4 separate regions of the Mus musculus genome follow, and regions 1, 2 and 4 are each linked to region 3. A link is a contact called in public promoter capture Hi-C data. All regions are on one chromosome and are shown on one strand. The core of a region is the stretch at or near the end of the contact, and the rest is flanking DNA. Distances in the headings are between cores, read along the strand shown.

Evidence for each region. Promoter capture Hi-C pulls out the DNA fragments that hold promoters and counts their contacts. Capture Hi-C pulls out chosen DNA fragments and counts their contacts.
Region 1: a promoter capture Hi-C map of pre-B cells shows a contact between it and region 3, with 2.7 times the contacts expected there. The contact joins the promoter of Dnttip2 here to the promoter of Ptbp2 in region 3.
Region 2: a contact with region 3 is called in a promoter capture Hi-C map of pre-B cells, with 9 times the contacts expected there. The contact joins the promoter of Gclm here to the promoter of Ptbp2 in region 3. A contact is called at or near these places in 2 of 39 promoter capture datasets (embryonic stem cells and pre-B cells) and 1 of 484 Hi-C or Micro-C datasets (the G1E-ER4 cell line).
Region 4: a promoter capture Hi-C map of adipose tissue shows a contact between it and region 3, with 2.7 times the contacts expected there. The contact joins the promoter of Abcd3 here to the promoter of Ptbp2 in region 3. A contact is called at or near these places in 2 of 39 promoter capture datasets (hippocampal neurons and pre-B cells) and 1 of 9 other capture datasets (adipose tissue).

Annotation. Positions count from the first base shown.
Region 1 is chr3:122,272,332-122,276,029 of GRCm38.p6, forward strand. It overlaps Dnttip2 (deoxynucleotidyltransferase, terminal, interacting protein 2), which reads left to right and starts at 2,083. Exons shown (of 7, transcript NM_153806.1): 1 at 2,083-2,147; 2 at 2,867-3,698. The coding sequence starts at 2,088.
Region 2 is chr3:122,243,289-122,246,900 of GRCm38.p6, forward strand. Gclm (glutamate-cysteine ligase, modifier subunit) reads left to right here and starts at 2,269. Exons shown (of 7, transcript NM_008129.4): 1 at 2,269-2,823. The coding sequence starts at 2,698. It overlaps Gm46822 (a long non-coding RNA gene), which reads right to left and starts at 1,084. Exons shown (of 6, transcript XR_001783970.1): 1 at 583-1,084; 2 at 345-478.
Region 3 is chr3:119,781,983-119,785,512 of GRCm38.p6, forward strand. It overlaps Ptbp2 (polypyrimidine tract binding protein 2), which reads right to left and starts at 1,406. Exons shown (of 14, transcript NM_001310711.1): 1 at 1,220-1,406. The coding sequence starts at 1,227.
Region 4 is chr3:121,813,345-121,817,056 of GRCm38.p6, forward strand. It overlaps Abcd3 (ATP-binding cassette, sub-family D (ALD), member 3), which reads right to left and starts at 1,958. Exons shown (of 23, transcript NM_008991.3): 1 at 1,665-1,958. The coding sequence starts at 1,774.

The sequences.
Region 1 (3,698 bases), core at 833-3,332, 2.5 Mb after region 3:
CCAAAATAATATGCTGATGAACACAAATGAAAATTAAAACTGTTTCCGTGACTTCTTTTGTTCACTTGTTGATTGATTAAGACAGAGTTTCTCTGTGTAGCCCTGTCTATCCTAGAACTCACTATGTAGACCAAGCTGTCCTTGAACCCAGAGATCCACCTGCCTCTGCCTCTCAACCCCTGGGACTAAAGGTGTGCACCACCACCCTGCTATTTTGGCTTTTTAAAGAAAATACAAAAACAACAAAAAAAAAAAAAACCTTGCAAATATTTGAAACATAAAAAACTGAACAAAATTTTCTGAATTTGTGCTTCAAAAGATAGTGTGAAGATAATGAAAAGACAATTCCCAGAATAGGTAAAAATATTTAGAGACCCTATCTGATAAGGTCTTATATTCAGAATATGTAGAGATCTTACAATTTAGTAAGAATGCCTAATAAAGGGGGCTGGAGAGATGGCTCAGCAGTTAAGAGCACTGACTGCTCTTCCAGAGGTCCTGAGTTCAATTCCCAGCAACCACATGGTGGCTCACAACCATCTGTAATGAGATCTGATGCCTTCCCCCTCTTCTGGTGCGGCTGAAGACAACTACAGTGTACTGATATAAATAAATAAATAAATCTTTTTTTAAAATGCATAATAAAAATACATGGAAGATCAGTACCTCCCCCAGAAAGAACAAGATAGAAGAACCCTTTAAAGCCTAAACTGAAAAGTAACAGCCCGCACTTGTCATAGGGTTTTTCACTAAGCCCAGCCTGTCAAGAGCTTGAAGATTCTTGTCTTCAAGTTCCACAAATGCGCAGGAACTCGTTTTCTTGTTCTTCACTTTCTTGTTCTCTCACTCCTAAAGATAGGCTGTTTCCTCAGGGCACACAATGGCTGTGTGGAAACCAGAGACCACAGTTCTCCAGGAAAACAAAAACAAAAAAAAACCCTATTTTACTAAGTAAGCATGAGGCTAGTGTTTTAAGACAACATCTAACAATCAAAAGTTGGTTACTACGTATACCTGGCTCCAAGGAGAGCAATTTAATGTAGAAGTAATGTATCCATGGAAAGATAGGTTTTTAGGAAAAATTTTGTGTTAAAAAGTGAAGGAAAACGAACCCCCCCTTTTTTTTTTCTTGCTTCCAACACTAATTCCTTTACCCCCTCCTCGATTCCTTTGTAGCCTTTCAACATATTCTAGTTCTCCATCTTTCATCCAACAAAACAAAAACTAAAACACCTCAGCCAGGTGCTGTGGCCCATGGATCCCAACACTTGGGAGGCAGATGGATATCTGTGAGTTCAGGATCAGGCTGGTCTAAATAGTGAGTTCTAGGGCAGCCAGGGCCATGTAGAGAGATCTTGTCTCAAAACAAAAATCCTAAAACTCTTTTGATTCTGGCTAGTCTCTTACTTCCATTGTAAAAAAACAAAAAACTTTAATCCCCGTCCTTCACAACGTCTTTCACCTTTTTTATTTAAAAAAAAAAAAAAAAAAAAAAAAAAAAAAAAAAAAGGCGTACTTCAAATCCCGAGACATTTTAGTTAAATCCCACAGCTTTCTAATTATTCTCCGAAAACTTGGGTGCATTTAACATACATCCTTGTATCCCAATCAAATATCGGAATCTCATTTATTAAGTTATTAAAATACTGTTTTCTAAAAGGACTAAATAAAGTCTCCTTTGGCTTCCGTAAAGACTTACGCCAAAGATCTCACAATTACTGCACGGGGGTGGGGGGTGAGGGGGATGGAAAGCAGAGTAAATGATGCGACTTCCCATTTTGTGTTAAACGGCGAGGAGGTCCTCCTCGCTGAGGACCGCACAGCGGACGAGCTGGGAACTGGAGGCGGAGCTGCTTTTGCCCCCCCCCCCCCCCAACACACACACCCCACCCCCCCACCCCCCGCTGACCCGCACTAGTCCGATGGCGGAGACCGCTGGCCAGAACTGCAGTGGAGCCGGGGAAGGAACGATTCTCCCGAGCCGCGGTTTCCGCAGGGAAACCTAAGCGAGTTCCTGTTTCGACGCACTTCCGAAGCGTCGGAACAGAGGAAGCCGCGCTGGCTGCCGGGAATCCGGAGTCGGAAAGATGGTGGTCACCAGGTCCGGGCTCTCCCGGACCAGGCTCCAAGAAAGCTCCCAGCAGAAGGTGAGCTGGGTCTCAGGTTCTCCGGGTCTCCTCGCCGCTGAGCAGAGCGGCTCGGCAGGGCGGAGGAGAGCGACGAGGAACCGAGCGGGTCGCGCGTGGTACTGCGCCGGACTGGCTCGGACCTGGGGGTCTTTCAGGGCTCTTACGGGAGTTTCGGTAGCGTGCCCTGCGCAGGCGAGGCCTTTTAAGTTTACTGTTAGGACAGTACCGGGGAAAGTTAATGCCCGCCACCTCGACCAAGCCTGGTTTGGGGGATAGGAGGAGCACCGTTTTCACGTGGAGAGACTGGCATGGCCGAGCACTAACCCCTCCGGCAACTGAAGGGCGGCGGTGGCGTCACTCAGAGCCTCTGGTTGTCTTCTGGTGCTATGCTCTTTAGATTGTGTGGTAAGGGCTATAGAGCAGCCCTTTCCTGTTGTAGAAATCCAGGCAAGTATCGGATTACCTTACACACTCCTAAACACGTGCTCAATTAGTATTCAACTCCCCCCCCTCCCTGCGCTTCTATAAATGATTTAAAATTTACCTCCTCTTTCTTTAAGTAGAGAAAGTTTTTTTAGTTCTGCTTTCTGAAGCCTAGGATGAGGCAAGTAAAAGAAATATCTTATCGTGAGTTTGTCTTCGTTTTGTACCTTCTTGAGTTTTGTTCCTTAGGCCATGCCACCTTTACCCTTGTCCCTGCCCTATCTACACTATATTGTGTTTGTTTTGGTTTTCAGAGGTCTGCTCCTCGGAGAATTGGGACACATCTAGAAAGCACAAAGGAATCGGGATCCGATGGCAGCACAGCTGAATCGCAGCCTGCTGAGAAACAGCACTCACGCAGCAGCAGCAGAACCACAGGCCCAGCGGAGATCATTGTGCTTATTTCTGATGACGAGGCTTCTGAAACGGAGTCCCACACTTCTGGGGTTACTTCTGTGTTAGAGGACCAAGAGCCCATTGTAAGAGTAACTAGGAAACGGCAGATCGTAATTGCTTCCACCTCAAAGTCCACTGTTAGGAAAAGGCAGAAAGTAGCCCCTCAGCATGCATCTGCTGATGAAGTTGTTGTTTCTGAAGCAGAGTCTCATGTTTCAGGGGTTTCTATGGTTGTACCTTCCACAGAGAGAAGCAGCAGAAATAAGGCTAATTCTCAAAGAGATTCAAGCCAAGAATCACAGTCGGGAACTGTATCTGATGCTGAGTTGTCCTGCTCAGGCATTTCATCGTTAGAGATCTTGCCGAGAACAACAGCCAGGAATGTGAAGAAGAAATTACAGTTCCCAGCTGAGAAAAACGATACTAAGATTACACCAGGAAATAAAAAGCAAATTGTGGGTATGTCTGTGTGTTCAGAGGACTCAGATGCTACTCAGTTATCAGCAAGACCACTTTCTCAGAGAAATATGCCAAATGTTTCTGATAGTGAAACTTACAACAGTGACTTTGATGATTCCAGCCCCAGAAATTCAGGGAAAAAACTGACAGCCCAAAACCACCAAAATTTGCATATCCAAGAGGAAAAACGAGCCAATGTTGTGTCTCTTACAGAAGTTAGAAAGGAGAATT
Region 2 (3,612 bases), core at 1,019-3,518, 2.5 Mb after region 3:
GCTGAGTTACAAATAACTACTAAGCAAAGGTTGTCTCAATTGTTCTGGAGCCCCCACCACCCATTCTTCTGTTTTACACCCTGGTAATAATTTCTTTGCACATTTGTGGTTTTACTACATGTTTGTACTTTCCTAATGGGTAGTTTAATTTTGTTTATTAATTAGTTTGTGTGAATAGACTCAGAGCGTATACTTTTCCATGTATCCCCGCCACCCCTTAGTTCTGTTTGTTGGTCCTTCCCAGGAGAGGGTTAAGGCTCCTGAAAACAAAGCTTACAGTGTACCCAAGGAGGAAGCAAGGCACCTCCCCCCCCCCCCTCCCCGAGACAAAAGAGCAGACTCACAATGACTTTGCAGCCAAGTTCTTCTGGCTTGTATCCCTTTCTTCTGCAGCCAAAGGAAATGTAGATTACTTTTCTCTTCACCAAGAAACCATGGAGTTACAGCAACAGTATTATTAAGTAAAATATGCAAGGCACTGAAAGCATATAAATCATGCACAGACACATTAAAGAATTTAAATCACCTGTAATATGAACCAGTAAAGAGTTTAAAATACAGCGCTTAGGTTCCTCCGCCCACCTGTCCGTTGGTTGTTTTAAAGTAGGTATTTGCATTCCACAGCCCAGGCTAACACTGGGTTCCTGATCCTCCCTCCGAGGATCCTGCCTCAGCCTGCCGAGTGGAGGAATTGTAGGCGCGTGCTACCACGTGTGGTCTCAAAGGGTCTACAAATGTACATCTCAGAAACAACGTGAAGTCCTCCGTGCACTCCTGAGTGTGCCAGCCTGTGATAGTCAGGTTATAACAGGAGAGAGTAGAATACAACAACAATTTTGAGGGCTAGGGATGCCCACTGTCAGAACGCATGTGTAAGCCTTCGACCCCAGCACCATAAATAGTAGTTCTCACTTACTGAACATTTATTATAAGCCAAGTACTGAACTAAGGACTCACCATACCTTCTCTTAGTAACTCATCACAACTACCTACCCAACGGCAGATCTGATGTCCTGTGGCCTCCAGGGGCCCTGAACGGTGCCCATAAACTCATGGAAGAAAACACACATACACACAAATAAACAATATTTTTGTATGTTTGTTTTGAGACAGAGTCTCTCTACCTAGCTCTGGCTGTCCTGGGACTCTCTATGTAGACCAGGCTGGCCATGAATTCACAGATTCACCTGCCTCTGCCTCCCAAGTGCTGGGATTAAAGGCGTGTGCCACCACCACCCGGCGACCACTAAGTTTTAACCAAATATTTACATGGACTTTTAAGAGAATATAATCAAAAGTCTAACAATGACCATAAAAAATTCATCAGAAGAATCAATTGTTTATATTTAAGTAAGGCCATGTGAGGGGCTGCTCCTGGGAAACCTCTTCTCCATGGATTCTTGCTCATTGGATGTGCACAAAGATGTACCCAACACCAGCCTCACTTTTTCTGGAACGATCTTCCAGCCTTTCCTATTTCTTAGTAGTTTACCAACTCAGATTCATGTTTCTTTTGAAAAGATTTTGCCGCCTTATAATGAAAATCTCACCTGGCTCTAACATACCTGACTGGTTTGTTAAAAAGTTTGTTTCCTGGGTAAAACTTTAATAAACGGTCAGTTTGCTATTATACCCAGCCATCTCCAGTGGGAATGGGGAAGAATCACGAACAACTTGTAAAAGTGTGAATCATAAAACGTTCTCTGTTACCATCTGTTCCTTATGCTTAACTGACCTGGAAACTAACTGCCCCGTGGTATTTTTATTGTTTAATGTTTCATGGGCTGAGGCCTTTCTCTCGAAGGATTAGGCTTCTGAAAGGGGAAAATTAAAGTTGTACTCTCTGGTTTCATACAGCACCAGCAAATAGGTAAATCAACACGCTGGAAGAAGAATGATCAGTTTGGGGGAAAGACTCTTGGGCAAAGCAAAGCAAAAGGAAAAAATAAAAATAAATTTAAAAAACAGAGCGGGGCGCGGGCAATGAGACACTCGCGCCATCGCATCAGCTCCTTAGACACAGAAGCAGGCACGCTCTCAAGGCCTGGGAGGATGGACCTCCGGCGGTCCTCTCGAAGAGGGCGTGTCCAGGGCCGCAGCGCGGGCGGCCATTGGCTGAGCGGCGCTCCCGGGCGCACCGTCAACTCTCACGAGGCGCTGGCGGCGTAGGCCGCGCGCCGCGCTCTGGCCGGCAGGGGGCGCACGTCCGCGCGCTGTTCTCCCCCGCGGCGCCGCCCGCTCCCGGCCGCCCGGCGCCACGCCCGCCGCAGGCCGAGGGCCAGTCACCCGCGGGCCTGCGCCCCGCCCCTGGCCCGCCGCGGGACGAGTAACGGTTACGAAGCACTTTCTCGGGTGAGGTTTCTGCTTAGTCATTGTCTTCCAGGAAACAGCTCCCTCGTTTCAGCGGCGGCGGCGGTGGCGGCCGCAGAAGCCGCAGCGACCGTCCGCGCCGGCGCCTCCCTCCCTTCCTTCCCTCCCTCCGGGACCGCCTCTCCGTCGCCGCCCGGCCTCCTCGGGCCCGAGCGCACACCGGGCTGTGGCCGCGCGGAGTCGGCAGCCTCGCGCTCTCCTCTGGGGCCTGGGGCACCGCCGCGCCCTGCGAGGCAGCCGTCTGCCCACTCGCCCGCCCGCCTGCCCGCCCGCTCGCCATCTCTCCGCGGCTCCGGCGCTACCCGGTCCCCTCCGGCGGCAGCTGCCATGGGCACCGACAGCCGCGCGGCCGGGGCGCTCCTGGCGCGGGCCAGCACCCTGCACCTGCAGACCGGGAACCTGCTCAACTGGGGCCGCCTGCGAAAAAAGTGCCCGTCCACGCACAGCGAGGAGGTGAGCACGGTGGGGGCCGAGGGTCTCCTCGAAGTGGGGACAAGCAGGGCTCTCCGGAGCTCGACCCGCTTCGGAGGTACCGAAGTGAGCTGGGTACTATCCCGGCTTGGCAGGTGCCACTGCGGGGCGAGGGGCGCCTCCGCCGGTCGGAGTTGATCGCACAACTCTTGAGGGCCACCGGGTCCCCTGTCTGGCTGGACAGAGCCACTGCAGCCCCGCGTCTTCATCTTCCGTCCCTCTCCCTTAGCCAAGGTAAAGGAAAGATAAAGGTTTAGTGTTTGGTAGATGGACTAACAATAGGTTTAACTTTGATATTGTTGACATTGCTTTCTCTATTGTACTGAATTTGGATTTGGGACAAATAACTTACTGGATGTTAACATTGTATTTGCTTCAAAACCATTAAAGAGGGGCAGGTGGTACACGCCTTTAATCCCGGCCCCTAGGGAGGCAATAGCAGTAGGATCTCTGAGTTCGAGGTCAGCCTGGTTTGTATATTGAACTCCAGGACAGCTAGGGCTACCCAGTGTCAGCCCCAACCCCCACGCCCCCAAAAAACCTAATGTGTAGTTGGAAGTGACAGATTAATCTAGAATTAAAATGTGTTATATTTGTGTTAATGGCCCATTCCTGAGCCAGTGGTTCTCCATGGACCGTGCAACTCATTGCAGAGGCGTATTGATAATATGGAACATGTATACTACTTAAAACAACAAAACAAGACAGATGTGCAATTATGTGTGGGGAGTAATAAGCTGGGTATGGTGGTGGGCTCTTCTAATACGCAGC
Region 3 (3,530 bases), core at 156-2,655:
AAGCCTTTTTATTATCTCTTCTAAAACACCAGATAACTAACTCTAGACTGATAACCTATTGAATAAACTCGGATTTTACTTTCTTAGACTCGTCAAATCCAGACCCTCAATTTTAATAAAGGTTCATGTTCACTGGGTCTCTTTTCGTGCCCCTTCCTCTCTGTGGGCTGTGAACTGTGGCCCCCTTCTCTGAACAATGAGTTGAACTGGGTCGTTCGGGATGTGGAGTTAACAAGGGCGCGACATTGGTGAGCCTCCTCTTTTCTTCTCACAGCTCTCTCATCTCACTCAGCATCCTCCGGTCTTCACGCCCAGCCTCTCCAAAGATGCAACACGACTCTGATCCATGTTCCATATTTGCTTGGGGGGCTGGTGTGGGGGGGGGGGTGTTTGTTTTTATTTTTGTATTTTTTTTTCCTCCAGAAACTAATCAAAGTAGGGGGCGGGGGAAGGCCAACCCTGTGTGGATTATCTGTTGTCTGCCTTGCGTGGCTTGTGGCCTTTGCCCATGTGACTGATGCTGCCTCTCCAACACTTCATGGGGGTTTGGTTTTGTTTATGGCTTAATTTCTGGGCCCTGTGGGCCGAGCCCCGAATTCTTGTTGTTGTCGTTGTGGTGGTGGTAAAGGCATTCCGATGGCCTCCCGCCCCCGCTCCCAGACTCGGATGAAAACAAAGGAGTGTGACATGTGCCCTCCTCCCTCCCGCCGCCACGCGCCCTCCCCTTCCCCGCAGCTCCCACTCGGCGCTCCGGCCGCGGCGTTTCGGGCGAGGCCGGGGATGGCGGGCCTCGCTCAGGCTTCGCGCTCCGCACAGGCCTCCGCGGCTTGGCCCGCTCGCGCCCGCGCCGCCGCCGCCGCCGCCGCCGCCACCCCAGGGTTCGGGTCTCCCCGCGGCGTCGACATGGCTCCCGAGGGGGCAGGGCCGCCCCGGGCTTCCCGCCCCATCCCCCGCAGTCGGGCCGCCCCGCGTCCCCACAGCAGCCCCGAGGCCTCCCCGGCCTCCCAGCCGCGGCTGCGGTTCGAGCCGGTAGCCGGAGCGGCCGAGGGAAGCCCGGGGAGGGGTGTGTGTGATGGGGCGGGGGTTGGGTAACGGCGGCGCGGCCTGGGAGGGGCCGCCCGAGCCCCGCTTCCCGGGACCCGACCCGACCCGGATCCCGGCCGCCGCCTCGCCGGCCTCCTCTCCCTCGCCCATCTCCTCACGGGCTCCCGGTACCTACCCGTCCATTGCCGAACCGGACAAAGCTTCGCTCCCAAGAACCGAGCCACGCAGCCAGCGAGCCACACAAGCGGCGAGAAAATGGCGGCCAGGGCCCGACGGAAATTGCCGAAGGTGCCGGAGCGCACGGGGCAGCGCGCGGCGGCGGAAAGAGCCGAGCGCGCGGGCGCCCGGCGGCGGCGGGAGACGAGCGGCGGGGCACAGGGACCGGGGGAGTGGGCGCCTCCGCCGTTGGCTGCCTCCGCCCGCTTGCCCGCCCGCCCGCCCGCGCGCGCACTGCCTCCCGCCCTCGGAGACGAGCCCGCTGCAGTGGCTGGCTGACCTGGGTTCTTTCTCTTCCGTGGGCGGTGTGAGTGGGACAGCCTGCAGCCTGCACCGTGTGTGCCTCAGGCTAGCCCGGACTGCAACCCTGCTGCTCTCAGGCTGCTTCCACTCTTCCTTCCAACCTCAAGCTGCATTATTACCACAAAGGACCAATCCCAGGCCCGGCCCGGGCACCCTTCGCCCTCTCAGCTCTAGAGAAAAAGACTTTATAGCTGCATCCTAGACCTCGTTTACAAATTCTTCATCCTCAAAGAGCTTACCCCCCTGGTCAAGATCCATTGCTTAGGAAAATATAACAACATCTCCTAATTAAGGACTGCTCACCAGCTTAGTGTTTGCTTACAAACCTGGAATCAATCAGGCCAAGAGGAAGAAAAGGTGATTCTCATGTGGGTTGGTAATTTTTGTGCATCTGTTAGGAAAAACATATATTCCAAGATCCCTACATGGGAATGGCCACACGCTGAGCGAGCGAGGTGGCAGAAAGCGTTCCTGTATTCCAACATTTGGGGATATGGAAAGAGGAGGCCAATTGAGTTAGCATTAGTTACAGGGGATGAAAATGTTAAAACGGCCTAGACAAAAATCACTTTTCCATAGAACTAAAGGTCTTAATATCATAGAACATGTTTTCCGTTCTTCTTTAATGTATTTGTATCATAGCCCCAGCAACATTTGGTTTCGGAAAATGTTCCCGGCATGCCACTAATGCCAGCACCACCCTTTGCTCTTCCCTACCTCCTCCAGCACTTACCAACTGTGTCTGTCCAGGTGTCCTCCATACCTCCTCCAGATCTGCCGCGTCCCCTTCAAGAAGCCTCTTGCCCTTACCACCTGGAATTTCACCTCACTAAATGGGAGATTGTATATTATTTTTAAAAGATAAGTCAGAACCTGGCCCCAGCTACTCCAGAGGATGAAGAAACTTAGTGAGACCTTGTTTCAAAGGCAATCAACAACAACCACACACATATGTGCACTGTTGTTGCTCTAAGAACGTTTCCAAGCCACCACCTGGTCAAATAGTCTTGATTTGCCTTAGGGATTGTCGATTCTTTTTAAAAATCTAATTTCCGGCAACACCTCCCTTCTATCTATACTTTTGACTTATGATACGTAAAGGCCCCATTATCATTTCCATTAATAATAGTTTTTCATGGGTTGTGGTTTTGTTCACATAGTTTCAACTCAACAATTAAATCTGTATGCTCCCAGAGGGAGGGAGGGAGGGAGGGGATCCAGGATGCATTCTCCATCTTCTTCGCACTGGCACAATCAACACTGATAATTGGTTCTCGTTTTATCTCAGGGAAGACAATCTGGGTCAAGAAGAGCAGAACTTCTGTCAAGTGTCAGATGTTCACTAAACTACAACCTTTTGTTGGTCTTCTAATAAAGTATAAGGGCAAACCACAGCACAGTCAATATGCTGGCTTATTTAAGTCAACACTTCGGTAGGAAATATGTGAGGTAGTTCGCAAGGCAAGACACATAAAGCACTAGATTTTAAAATGTAGTAAAGAAATAAGGGTTTAAAGTTGGGAATGATGCTGATGTATCAGCACACAGCAATAGGCTCCTCTGGACATCTACCTGAGGTTTCTGTTTCAAGCCATTTGTTCAGTGGTAAACCGTGGCTGGGAAATATTAAGTGTAAAATCTAGACATGATTTATAGTTTAAAATTCTGCACCATTCTGAGGTAAAGCATAATGAAATCGCCTCCATCTCACTCTCCAGTCAGGACATGGGTCACCTCTATGTTCAGTGTATCAAGGCTAAACACGCTATCTTCCAGCTAGCTTATTCAATGAACAGGTGTCTTCGATCAGCTTAACTATCATGTTATCTCAAGGTTTGTATGTGCAGGAAGGAGTTCCTTAGTTACCTCAACTCCCAAAGCACGAGAGTAGTGCTCCTGGCAATCCGTATGCCAAGAAAGTGTCATATGTCAAGAAATCGTAAAATGCTTCCCTGGAGGTGAACAAG
Region 4 (3,712 bases), core at 708-3,207, 2.0 Mb after region 3:
GATAAACTGTGTTATACCATGTCACCTCTATTGCTATTATTTCCCAGTAGAGCTGTTGGCTTGGACTGTGACTGGAGAGGGACATAGGGGTTTTCTGGGTGCTGATAACAGTCTGCTGTTTGATCTGGGCACTGATTACACAGGTGTCTTTTACCTGCAAACCTGACATTTATGCTGCATATTGTTTTCTGTATGTATACAGTGTCCCAGTAAAGAGAACTGCTTTTTCTTCTTTTTTTTTTTTTTCGAGACAGGGTTTCTCTGTGTAGCCCTGGCTGTCCTGGAACTCACTCTGTAGACCAGGCTGGCCTCGAACTCAGAAATCCGCCTGCCTCTGCCTCCCGAGTGCTGGGATTAAAGGCGTGCGCCACCATGCCCGGCTTGAGAACTGCTTTTAAATCAGTCAGAGTTGTTAGCAGTCAAGTTCCCTCACTACTAAAATACCTACTCTAGGCGCTGAAACGCTTCCCTACAAAGACTAATTCAAGTAATTAAATGTAAAGCATTTACTATGTTCTATCGGCACATTCCAAGTAACTGATAACTTCTAATCCCAAATGAGAGTTCAGAAAGGGCACGATCTAATAGAAAAATATTTCAAATTAATCGTCCCCCTCCAAGAACCCTTAAAAAGGACGAATAGTATGTGAAGGAGAGGCATATCATTATTTTGTAAAGCTGATTTAGGAAGAGAAGGGCCAATGCTGCAGCCAATGAGCAAGTCAAAGTAGATAAGACAGAAAATACTTCATGAAAGGATACATGGAGCTCTCTGCTAGTATTTTAGGCCAAATTCTAATAATAAGATAGTCCGAGCAAACCAAAAGCAGGAGACAATAAATAGTACCTACCCAGAGGGTTGATGAAATAAAATGCATGAAAGCATTATTCTAAGATTGGACACTAAATATCCAAACACTAGTAAGAATGCTTAGTTAGGAAGTAACCTTTTCTTTGTCGCTCGCTGAAATCAAATGGGCGACAAGAAGTTAAAATTGTGCCTGTAATCCCACCCCCAGAACTCAATTCTCCCTTCTTTCCTAATCTCCCAAAAGTTCAAAGTAAACTTTAACATTCTCTCCAGGCAGGTAGCTGTATGGTGTAATTAACAAGTGATCTTCACCTAAAACACACTTTCACCTTTCACCTATAAAGTCGACGGAGGAAACTTTGTCCTCCACACACCGCTGAGCCAATTCAACCTTTCCAAATGAGGGCATTCACTGACCAATTCCGGAAAAAGAGGGCACCGCTTTAGAAGAAAATCGTGCCCACTGGACCCAGAAAACCCCAGGAACGCCCCTGGCTACTATCCACCGCCACTACTCCGGAGTCGAGCTGGCGAGTAAAATGCCCATCCCGAACGAACGCAAACCTTAGCGTTCAGTGGCGATGAGATGGCAAAACCAGAATGCACCCATAAAGTTGACATGCACGGGGAGATGGTGAGGGGGCGCGGGGGCGCAGGGACGCGGCGTGTCCTCCTCCCTCCCGTGGTGTTGAGATTGCGCGGCGGCCGCCAGGCTGAGGGCCGCAGGGCTCCGGGACCGCTGGCCCGGTTCCGCGGGCACCCGCGCAGCTCGGGACCTGGGAGAGAAGGGCAAGGCGCGCGCCCGGAGCTCCCCGCTCGGGCCCGGGGAAGGCGGCGCGGCCGCGAGCCTCACCCGTGCAGGCCGAGGGCGCGACGCCGCTTATGGAGTAGGCAGAGCAGCAGGAACGCGGCCCCCGCCAGCGAGGTGTTCCGTGCCGTCAAGTACTTGCTGAAGGCCGCCATGGCACCGGCAGGGCGAGCGAGCCGCGGGATAGGGGACGCGCCGGCGACAACCTCAGTGCAGGAACCGCGGGGGAAACTGGGAGGATAGCTCGGCGCCGAGAGAGGGCGGGGCCGGCCGCGCGGGAACGCCCCCTGGCGCGCGCCGCCGCGCCGAGCCCACCGTGGACTTTGGCTTCCCGGGCGCGCGCGCGGGCGCGGGGCGATCGAAAGGGTCGTTCCCCGGGGGGACGCTCTGCGCACGCGCGGACCCCCGCGGACTCGGCCGGAAACGCGGCGGGCAGACAACGCTAGTCCTCCGCGCCGGTCTCCAGCAGCCCACGCTTCGGCCTTGCGATCTCTGCTTGCACACACCCTAGCTTTCTTTCACAAGAACTGGAAGAGCGGGCCGGGCCTGCGCCACGGACTCCGTGGGCCCTGCCCCTCCGCCACCCCCTGGATGGGTCGGTACCACCCTCTTAAAGAAGCCGGGGGAGGAGGGGAACGGCCCCATCACTAAAAAGGTCAATATTTGCAACTTAAGGAGTGAAGGGAGACCTGGAAAAGAAAGACTACAATCAGATAATCTTATTTCAAGTCGCCGTGGATTAGGTCTCTAGTTCTGTAAAATCGGTTTGGGAGGACGGGTCCACCACTCTGTTAATTTTTTTATAAAAATAATGTAGTGGGAAAAAGCTCAGAGTGCGTGACAAAAAGGAGTTTTAAGAAACAATTACTCTTTTTTGGTAGATATGTACAAGGATGGCGATAAAAAAATGTATTTCTTTATGTTAGGTCTGGTCAAAGAAAGTTTGAGAAACTCTGTTCTTTGCAAAGGGACATTCAGAAATAACAATCGTGCGTTGTATTAATGCTGGCCTTACTCCCAGAAGCAGACGAACTTTACAGATTACAGCATTCTTCTCCTGTCCCACCCCTATCATGCAGAAAGTGTTATCCCTAGCGTTTAGTCTAGCGCATGCACAATAACTTAATGAATGGCTGTTTTCAGTTTAAGAAACTGTCGAGAAGCAAGTGTCAGAAAGGAAGCTTCTAAAACCTCACAAAATATATAAATGTTGCCTACGCATAAAAGGAACCAATGAAACAGTGATGCCTAGGTGTTTTCTCTGTGTGAATGGTTAAATGGTTATGAGAATGGCAAAGACCACACACCGTGGTGTGTGCTGTGTGCAGGTGCTCAACAATCGTCAAAAGTCTAAGTTACGCAGAAGTAGAGCCTGTACCAAATCCTCCATATGCCGTTTGTGTGTTTTCCCATTACCCTGGGAATCACTTAGGTAATTAGGTATGCCTGGCACAGAGAATACAAGTATGAACAATCAATCCCTTATTCTCCAGAGGCTGGTGCAGAAGAAAAACATGAAGAAAAATATGGATGAGTTTAAGTGTCAGCTTAGAGAAGTGAACTAAGTGCTATGAGAATACCAATAAGAGAATTTAGAATTTTCCTAGAACTTTTCCTTAACACTTGACAAATAGGATGACGTCAAAGCTACACCCTAAGGCCAAAGGAGTCTGCTAGCAGGTGGGAGGACTTGGGTAGGCATTGTTTCACTAGTGAGTTGCAGCGCAGTATAAAAGCATTGGAAACTTGGGGGAGAAGAGTTTGTAATAATGAAAGGAGAGTTCCTAAAACTGATTGAAAACATCATCTGTAGGATAATAGATTTCGGGCTGGAGAGATGGCTCAGCAGTTAAAAGCACTGACTGCTCTTCCAGAGGTCCTGAGTTCAATTCCCAGCAACTCCGTGGTGGCTCACAACCATCTGTAATGGGATCTGATGCCCTCTTCAGGTTTCTGAAGACAGCTACAGTGCACTCATATACATAAAATAAATAAATCTTAAAAAGGAAAAGAAAAGAAAGAGAAAGGAAGGAAGGAAGAAAAGAGAGAAAGAAAGAGAGAGAGAGAAAAGGAAAGAAAGAAAGAAAATAGAT